Linked DNA regions of Cydia pomonella: region 1 is linked to region 2. Evidence: chromatin contacts called from public Hi-C data. All regions are on one chromosome and are shown on one strand. The core of a region is the stretch at or near the end of the contact, and the rest is flanking DNA. Distances in the headings are between cores, read along the strand shown.

Region 1 (4,065 bases), core at 890-3,389, 160 kb before region 2:
AAGTCACCACTAAATGGTTCTATTTCTTTTCTTTTTTTACTTCTGGCCCTTATGGGTCTGCAATAAAAATCACAATTTAAAAACATTATACCTAAACCGCTAACTAGTAATATTACACAAGTAATCTCAATTTTTTTTATTTCTATAGTTTTCTTATTATTATCTTTCCTGTGTCCAGTAAACCAGTGTGCGTTAGGTATTGACAGCCTCGTAATTCTGATATATGTATGTTGTACAAATAGGTACTTACAGATTCACTTGCTATGGCTTCTTCAGTCTTTTTCATTTTTTTTGCACATTCTGCAAGTTCAGTCTGCATTTCATTGAGTTTTCTTTTCTTAGCATTCTTTACTTTGCTGAAAACACAGATAATTAAATTACAAATACAAGGTAGACCTATTTAGTGCATAAAGAATTTACAGAAAGATTAATAACATTCATACTTGAATAAACTAAAATTTGTTTCGAACACAAAACACATACATACATATACTTTGTTTTATAAATGTTTGGGTCGGACCAAAGTAACTGTGCATGGTATTTGCTATGATGGCAATGTCATCATTTATTTCAAATGTCTATGAAATTATCACTTTCATAATGACACTGTTACACAAGTTAGCTCTAACACATTCAGTGCCAGCGTTACGAGCATAGCCGATAACATGCAAAACACCGTATAACTATTTCACAACCTGTGGCCTAGTTGGCCAACCCTGCCTATGAAGCCGATGGTCCTGGGTTCGAATCCCAGTAAGGGAATTTATTTTTGTGATGAACATAGATATTTGTTTCTGAGTCATGGGTGTTTTCTATATATATAAGTATGTATTCATCCATACAAGTTTGTATATCTTCGCCTATCCCTTTGCCTAGTTTGGGGCTAGGGTGATCTGTGTAAGATGTCCCCTAATTAATATTAATTTATATCATTTATAAAAAACAGTGACTACGAACATAGAAGAACCCGACTTTCGGATCACTGGCACTGAACACAATTTTTGACAAAGTTCTAAACCTGGGGAAGGACCAAAAGTAAATGGAAGTTCCTATCTTCTCTGAGTCCACCAAGTGATCATCAACCAAACTCTGCACCACCTCTTTCACTGACTGCATGGTGATGCCTTTCTCTTTTGGTGCTATTTTTTCCAGCTCCTGAAAATAGGAATTATCAAAATATTTAATTCATCATGATATTGATGAAAACTATTTTTTTTTTGTAATATTACCTTCTAAATATGTATGTTTAGAATTTACTTGTTGGTGGTATAGAATAGTATACAATGTAGATGTTGTTAGTGTAACTATCAAAATCGACATTTGTATAGTAAAAAAGACAGGAAGAAACAGAGGTGGTCACCGATGGGAAGGATTCATTCCCATTTGTCCCCGCTGGCCAAAGATGGGAATGGATCGTTCCCATTTGTTCCCGCCGGGGACAGATGGGGACTACACGGGTTTGTTTCTAAGTGGATTAACGTGGCATTGACATTCATAGTGACCGTTGTAATTCAATTCATTTTTTTATACTACATCGGTGGCAAACAAGCATGCGGCCCGCCTGATGGTAAGCAGTCTTCGTAGCCTATGTACGCCTGCAACTCCAGAGGAGTTACAACTGTTACAAGTGCGTTGCCGACCCTAACACTCCGCACCGTCGTTGAGCTCTGGCAACCTTACTCACCGACTGGAACACAACACTATGAGTAGGGACTAGTGTTATTTGGCTGCGCTTTTCAGTAAGGTGGAGGTACTTCCCCAGTTGGGCTCTGCTCTAGATCTGGAATGACATCCGCTCATTTTATTTAGTAAAAAAAATACCTTCAACTGAAAGAAGTCCTTGCTATTATGAAATATCTCCAACATCTTAATCCTCTTCTCTTCAGCACTAAGTCCTCTTTTCTTAGACATTTTACTTGTTCCAGTGACCCGGCTATGAAACAGTTCTTACTGCACCTGGACGAGACCCTGGCCCTCGGGAGAAAGTTTATCCTTCAAGACCTGGATGAGACACATCTGTTTATATCTGCAGACATTGTAGAAACCTTACAAGCAAGAGTTGATGATCTGATGGACCAATTGAGCATCCCAGTTCATGATAAAGGCATATAATTTTAATTTGTATCTCTAAATTCAATATGGCGGCAAGAGAGTCGGGTAGAGTAAAAGATGGAGTCAAAAGCAGGGTCCTCGATGATGCTGCAAGGAAGCGCAGAGCCAGAAAAGCAGTGGAAGCGCTTGAGCAAGACAACTTCCATGAGGACCCACATGCAGACCTGGTTATGTCAAAGAAAATACCCAAGTTTGCTGATTCTAATGAAAAACCTACCAGGAAAGGGAAGAAAGCGAGGAGTGCAGATTATTATAAGATGAGGTTTAGGAAATCTTTTGCTCAGTTGGTTGAGGAAGATGCTAACTTTAGACCTGAACCTCCTAACTATTTGTCTGCTCAAGCACCTCCATCTAAGTAAGTCCATAAATATAACTGTCATTTAATTAACTATATTACAAAACATCATTTTGTGCATTAAAAATGGGTTGTTTAATTTCCCATACATTGATATACTAAACTAGCGATAATTTTATATCAAAATGTTGATAATGGTATGAGCGCAACCACATTAAGGTTCTATTTTATAAAGTTTTAGATTTCGTGAAGACTTTTCCTATGTATGTATTGAATTAATGAATTTAATTTACAGATTCCCAGACCGCCACTTCTGTGCCGTGTGTGGTTTCCTATCGAATTATACGTGCATTCCATGCGGAGCACGATATTGCTCGGTCAGATGTCTGGGCACTCATTTAGATACACGGTGCCTAAAATGGACTGCATAATTTGATTGTACGTTTCTAGCTTCTAAGATTCCAATTGCTAATAAATAAGTTTGTAACAATAAATAAATGTCTATTACTTACACAATAAAATAACCAAATAGAAATCTAATTCTATAGTAGACTGAAAAGCAACAAGTAATGAGACACTCGACTCACGATACTTCCAGTTCCCGCCTTTTATTTTTTCTTAAAACTTTTTTTATTTGTAGCGTGTTTGACTAGACGCTAAGAATACCTAATTTTTCATTTTAGCGACATCTAGCGTTGGATAGAAGCCTCATGTCAAACTGATGTGATAAGATTTGATTATAGCGCCATCTATTTTATTATAGTGGACTCTTTTTTTATGTGTCTACTCACCGCTAGATGGCATTTTTACGTCAAAGTTTTACCATTTTTTGTCTCGCTTATTAATGATAATGAGAATTTTTTTTTTCATAAAACAACTGTAAAGTTAATGGTATTAATTAAAGTCATTATAATTTCTAGTTTTATTCCGCAATATACCGCTAACCCACCCTTCGATTCACCCTCTTTGTAAACATGATTGGCAGACAATTCAGTTGGGGTCGATTAGACACATTTGCTGCGATAATTTAACATTTGTGACAACAGCTGTCATTTTAATACCACCAACGATCGGCGAAAGAATTGTCTACATAATTGCTAGTATTGGTTTACCCCTGCCTAGCTATTAAAAGTTACCTACTACGAATGAAAATATAAGGTAACTACTTATAATTGATTCATACAAACCTACACAAATCGATGAGTATTAAATTGTAATTAATAATTATTACTAAAATAAATAACTGTCCTACGCTCTCTTAAACGAAATTCACAACCTAATTGGAAACGATTTGACTGACTGCAAGCATAATTATTTGACAGAACCGCAGAACAAAGTGTGGAGTATCACAATAAACGTCATAATAATCATCACAGTTTTTCGCCGTGACTCTACGAAAATTTTAAGTTCGTTAAAAAGCTTAAATTAAAAACAAAAGGTTTATGTACAGAGGTAAGTAAGTGGATTAACGACTCCCGTTTACTATAAAAAATAATAATCCGTAACTAATGACACAAGACAAAGCCGCATAGAATCTGCACAGCTGTCCTTCTGTTTTTTATGCGTTATCGCGCGATAAGGGATGTTTGCGGCGCGTGCGCGATATCGCGGATAACGCCGCTTTGTGTCGCTATCACCAGATGGCACTCTCACTTCCT
Region 2 (4,442 bases), core at 802-3,301:
GGGCCAAACTTGCTCTTAAACACCCTTTCACATTCACAGTACTGTTTACCGGCCGTGTTGCATGTATACACGTAGGAGCTTAGGTCTTGCCTTGCGTATTTGGCGTTTTACGTCTAATGTCGCGAGGCGGTTTTCCTCAAATGACTTAGTACCTAGATTCGAAGATGACCGCTTAGCAGCGAGCGAGCTTAGATATGTCTGCCTAAGTACCTAGTTGAGTAGGAATGTAATTATGTACCTAAGTTTCTTAGGTACGTCGTGGTACGTCCTTAGATTCATTTAGCATCAATAGTAAGGGATAAAACAACGCTTCAGGGTGCTTAGCCAACGTGCGTTAATGCTCCGTAGCGTAGCGTAGTCATCTCTCTCTATCACTCTTCCACACATTAGTGCGACAAACGATTGGCACGTTGACTACGCGGGCAGTTTTGTTACCAAAACGCTTATTATTTTCGTAGTCGAAACGCAGACCTGCCAATCCAGCCCTCGAAAATAGCCTCATACAACTCTGTCTACGTTACAAGGAAGCCAGGAAAAAGATCTCTAAACCAGGCTTCCAGGTACAGCTACATCAATAAGCCAGCTGTTTTAATCCTATAGTAAATGTGCCAAAAGTGGTAAATTATTTTAGTCCGGAACTAGGAGGACTACTTATTCGAATTTTGAAAATACTAACTTGTGATTGGATATTACTCGGCATGTACGCATGCAATAATCAGGAGGTGACCAAATCAAGGTGAGATATTAGATTTTATCTCTGTTTAGCCCGATGGTTGATGGTAGAGAATGTCATTAGGCATGACGTCCGCCATTTGTACATCATTTTTTGTATTTCGTGCAATAAAGTTTAAAGAAGTAAATATTCAAAGTTCCTTAACAGCCTTCCAAGTAATCGGCGCGAGATTGTTTCCATATTTATTAGTATATGAAACTATGCATCACAAATTGGTACATTAACAACTGGTAGCGACATCTTTTGAATCATTGTGTCAAATTATGACGTAGGAATAACTGCAACCGGACATGTATGTTTTGCTACTCGTCGGTAGAGGGCGCAATCATATGTATAAATATTTTGAATTGAAACATATTTTTTGTGTTTTTTTTTTTTGGTTAATTCATGGTTAATTTAAATAAATAAATTATGGTTTGGCCAGGAACTATCTCATTTCAAACACACATAGAGAGAATCATACTGTCTTTGTCTCACGCTAGTACTAGGACCTAAAAAAAGTTTCCTCTTATTTACTGACAAATTGGGTTTGCCATAGGTACTTTTTTCACCATTTGAATAATTTTCAGTAAAGCGTATTTAATTGTATTTGAGAGATCAGCTGGAATAATAGGGAATATTGCGCAAAACTCTGCGTTGGGGTCGCTACTAGCACATACATAAAAACTTTAACATATAGTAGCCCATTCAAATGCTACATTACGTCTTATATTTGATATGAGTCGGCTGGTTTTCTTAATAAGTAATTAGTGACAAAATGCTCATGTTAAATTCAATCTATTGACCTTTGGCCCTCCGGGTGATTGTCGAATAGACGGCGGCGTTCTTATTTAAGCATTTCGTCATTTTTGAATATAAAAACAAGTGCGAGTTCATTTTACTCGCGCACCGAGTTTTCCATACAAACTTTGAATTATCTCGTGTAAATAGGCGGATAAAGTCGAAACACTTTTGATCAAAAGTACCTCAAGTACATTTGCCTCAAAGCCTATATTAAGAATATGTGTGTACATCGCCATCTATCGGCAAATTGTCTAACTATTGTTCGATGTAATGCACCTACAAGTATGATGGTTTTTCGAGGATAATTCTTGCAGTAATAATATATACTAATCTATGGATAATTCTCTATCATGTGAACCGATTTCAAAAATTATTCTTTTATTTGAAAAAAGATGATTTTAATGTAATCTCATAGTTTCAAGTGTGTTACACACGTAAAGTTGTTTAAATTGCAAACTGAATTCGAAAATGCGTTTTGTTATCTAATAAAAAAAAGTTATCAAGATAGAGGTCCGATTATATTTTTCCTGTAAAATGTATAGTACTGTTAATATTATGTAAAAATTTCATAATTTTTCTTCGGTAAACTTCGGACATAAGGGGAGGGAATGGTACTTCTTCACATTTTCCTTCATAATTTTTTTCCCCTATGAAAAAAAAAGAAAAGTTGTAGAATGTACACTTTAAGTTCTTTCAAATGATACCCCACTCGACCTAGTCACTATACTTTGAAGTTTTGCCCCCTCTTCATATAGGGCATTTTCCATAGTTAATAAAAATATATATACTTTCAATGTTTCTGGGTTGACGTTGTTCATAATAACTATTCCAAAAAAACCGATAGCTTAAGTGGTTCTCGAGATATTTAGCGATGTTACAGACAGACAGACAGACGGACGGACGAACAGTCGCACCATAAGGGTTCCTTTTGTACCTTTTTGGTACGCAACCCTAAAAATCCCAGGCAACCCTTATTTCAAAAGATTTCAATGGGCTATTGTATGGGTATGTATGACCTTAATCACAACACAGAGCCTATCACGAACACTGAAATTCCAAAATGGCGGGCATCTTTCGCTGTCACTCTAATTACGCCTTTATTAGGCCCTCTGTAGCGGAACACGTGATCTGCCTCATTCATAACTATTTAAAATACCTCAATTGTGTTACGTATCAACACAAACAGCGGCGGTATCATGATCGCATTTTTATCACTTATCATGTCATCCGTCACTTTCGCACTTACATACTTGTTAGAACGTGACAGGCATGGTGACAGATGATAAAGAGCCGACCATCTTAGCCCCACAGATGTCTGCCAAGGCCACTATGTCACGACTATCTATCTCAGACGCTCGAACACCGTATCAGCGGTGCATACCTATTTAGCACCTTTTTCAAACAATAGTCTCAATTTTAATTTTATATTTCACAACTTTTACAATTTTGCGTCAGTATCTACATTTAAAGTAGATATAGATAAAGATACACTGATATAAATACGAGTAACACACACATACATAACCTAAAGAACACACTAGTATTCACACATTTTTAATTTATACTCATGCATGCATACGCATGAGTGTTTCTGAAAAGATGGCTCTGAGAAAAGTTTTAGTGGTTAATAAAACATTTCCCGCTGCTGGTTTGGAGTTATTGAAAAAGCAGTAAGTTATATTTTTTTATTATCTAGAGTAGGTTAGATTAGATATGTTTATGTTTCACATTTGTATTATACATGGCAGTACCGCCTTATTGAATTTACCTTCCTCCTATTAAGTTGTCTTTCGTTAATGTTACGTAATTAGTGTTGTCACATTCATTAACATTATTATAATTTCAAGAACAAAAACATTGATATACATATCTAAATAATTTATTAGATAGACACATACCTATTGTGATTTGTTAGTTTATGCCAGTCATGCGATCAAACGAATAATTATTTTACAGTACATATGGGGCTACTTTATAGCACTAGTGCGAGAAGTAGCATATTATGTTACTGTGTCGAACATTTAAAGGGCCATAATTATGTACTGTAAAACGTTGTACGATACATGTGCGAATAGGTAATTCGCAACTCGTGTCGATTTAAAACACTCCCTTCGGTCGTGTTTTAATTTATCGCCACTCGTTTCGAATTTCCTATTTTTCGCACTTGTATCGTAATGTACTATTTTAACACGAAAATTTAGGCATAGGTACGAGTACAGACAGCAAAATTTTTAGCGTAGCACTCCCGCATAATAACTATATCCTCCTCTAGAGTTGCAGGCGTACATAGGCTACGGATACTGCTTACCATCAGGCGGGCCGTATGCTTGTTTGCCACCGACGTAGTATAATATATATATATTCTTACTTACCTTACAACGCTTGGTGTGGATGGTACAGATTTTAGGGTTCTGTACCAAAAAGGTACAAAAGGAACCCTTATGGTGCGACTCCGTCTGTCTGTCACATCGCTAAATATCTCGAGAACCACTTAAGCTATCGATATTAAATTTGGAATAGTTATGAACAACGCTAACCCGGACACATTGAAAGTATTTTTTTAATAAATAATTTGCCGATTAGGAACTTAAACATTATGGTATGGTAACAGATTGTTCAAACAAATTATCATGACACTCTGATATCATATGATTGTCGAAAAACTGACGACAACGCCATCTATTGGACAGACTCTAATTCTGAACTTTCTTTTATCGGAAAATGGAGTCCACATCTCACAAGGGTCCATTTGTCGAATGGTATTATACATTAATATTATTATTGTATTGTCATGGCAACCCATACGATTTGATGGTTCGTCGACTAATTAATAATACTAGTCAAATATCATTCGAGAAATGGGCCTCAGGTGGCAAACTTATATTATTCGTGTTTTCTCGAGTAAGGAATGGAATTGTTGCGTTTC

Evidence for each region. Hi-C and Micro-C count contacts between places; a contact is called where the count stands out from the background.
Region 1: a Hi-C map of whole body shows a contact between it and region 2, with 8 times the contacts expected there. The contact joins the promoter of LOC133526340 here to the promoter of LOC133526313 in region 2. A contact is called at or near these places in 2 of 2 Hi-C or Micro-C datasets (both in whole body).

What each region holds. Positions count from the first base shown.
Region 1 is chr16:4,708,851-4,712,915 of ilCydPomo1, reverse strand. It overlaps LOC133526340 (zinc finger HIT domain-containing protein 1), which reads left to right and starts at 2,139. Exons shown (of 2, transcript XM_061862904.1): 1 at 2,139-2,467; 2 at 2,703-2,905. The coding sequence starts at 2,139. The coding sequence ends at 2,838. It overlaps LOC133526341 (general transcription factor IIH subunit 5), which reads left to right. Exons shown (of 2, transcript XM_061862905.1): 2 at 1,926-2,168. The coding sequence ends at 2,112. It overlaps LOC133526338 (meiotic nuclear division protein 1 homolog), which reads right to left and starts at 1,911. Exons shown (of 5, transcript XM_061862903.1): 1 at 1,822-1,911; 2 at 1,019-1,155; 3 at 251-356. The coding sequence starts at 1,911.
Region 2 is chr16:4,546,344-4,550,785 of ilCydPomo1, reverse strand. LOC133526313 (glyoxylate reductase/hydroxypyruvate reductase-like) reads left to right here and starts at 2,051. Exons shown (of 7, transcript XM_061862867.1): 1 at 2,051-3,186. The coding sequence starts at 3,098.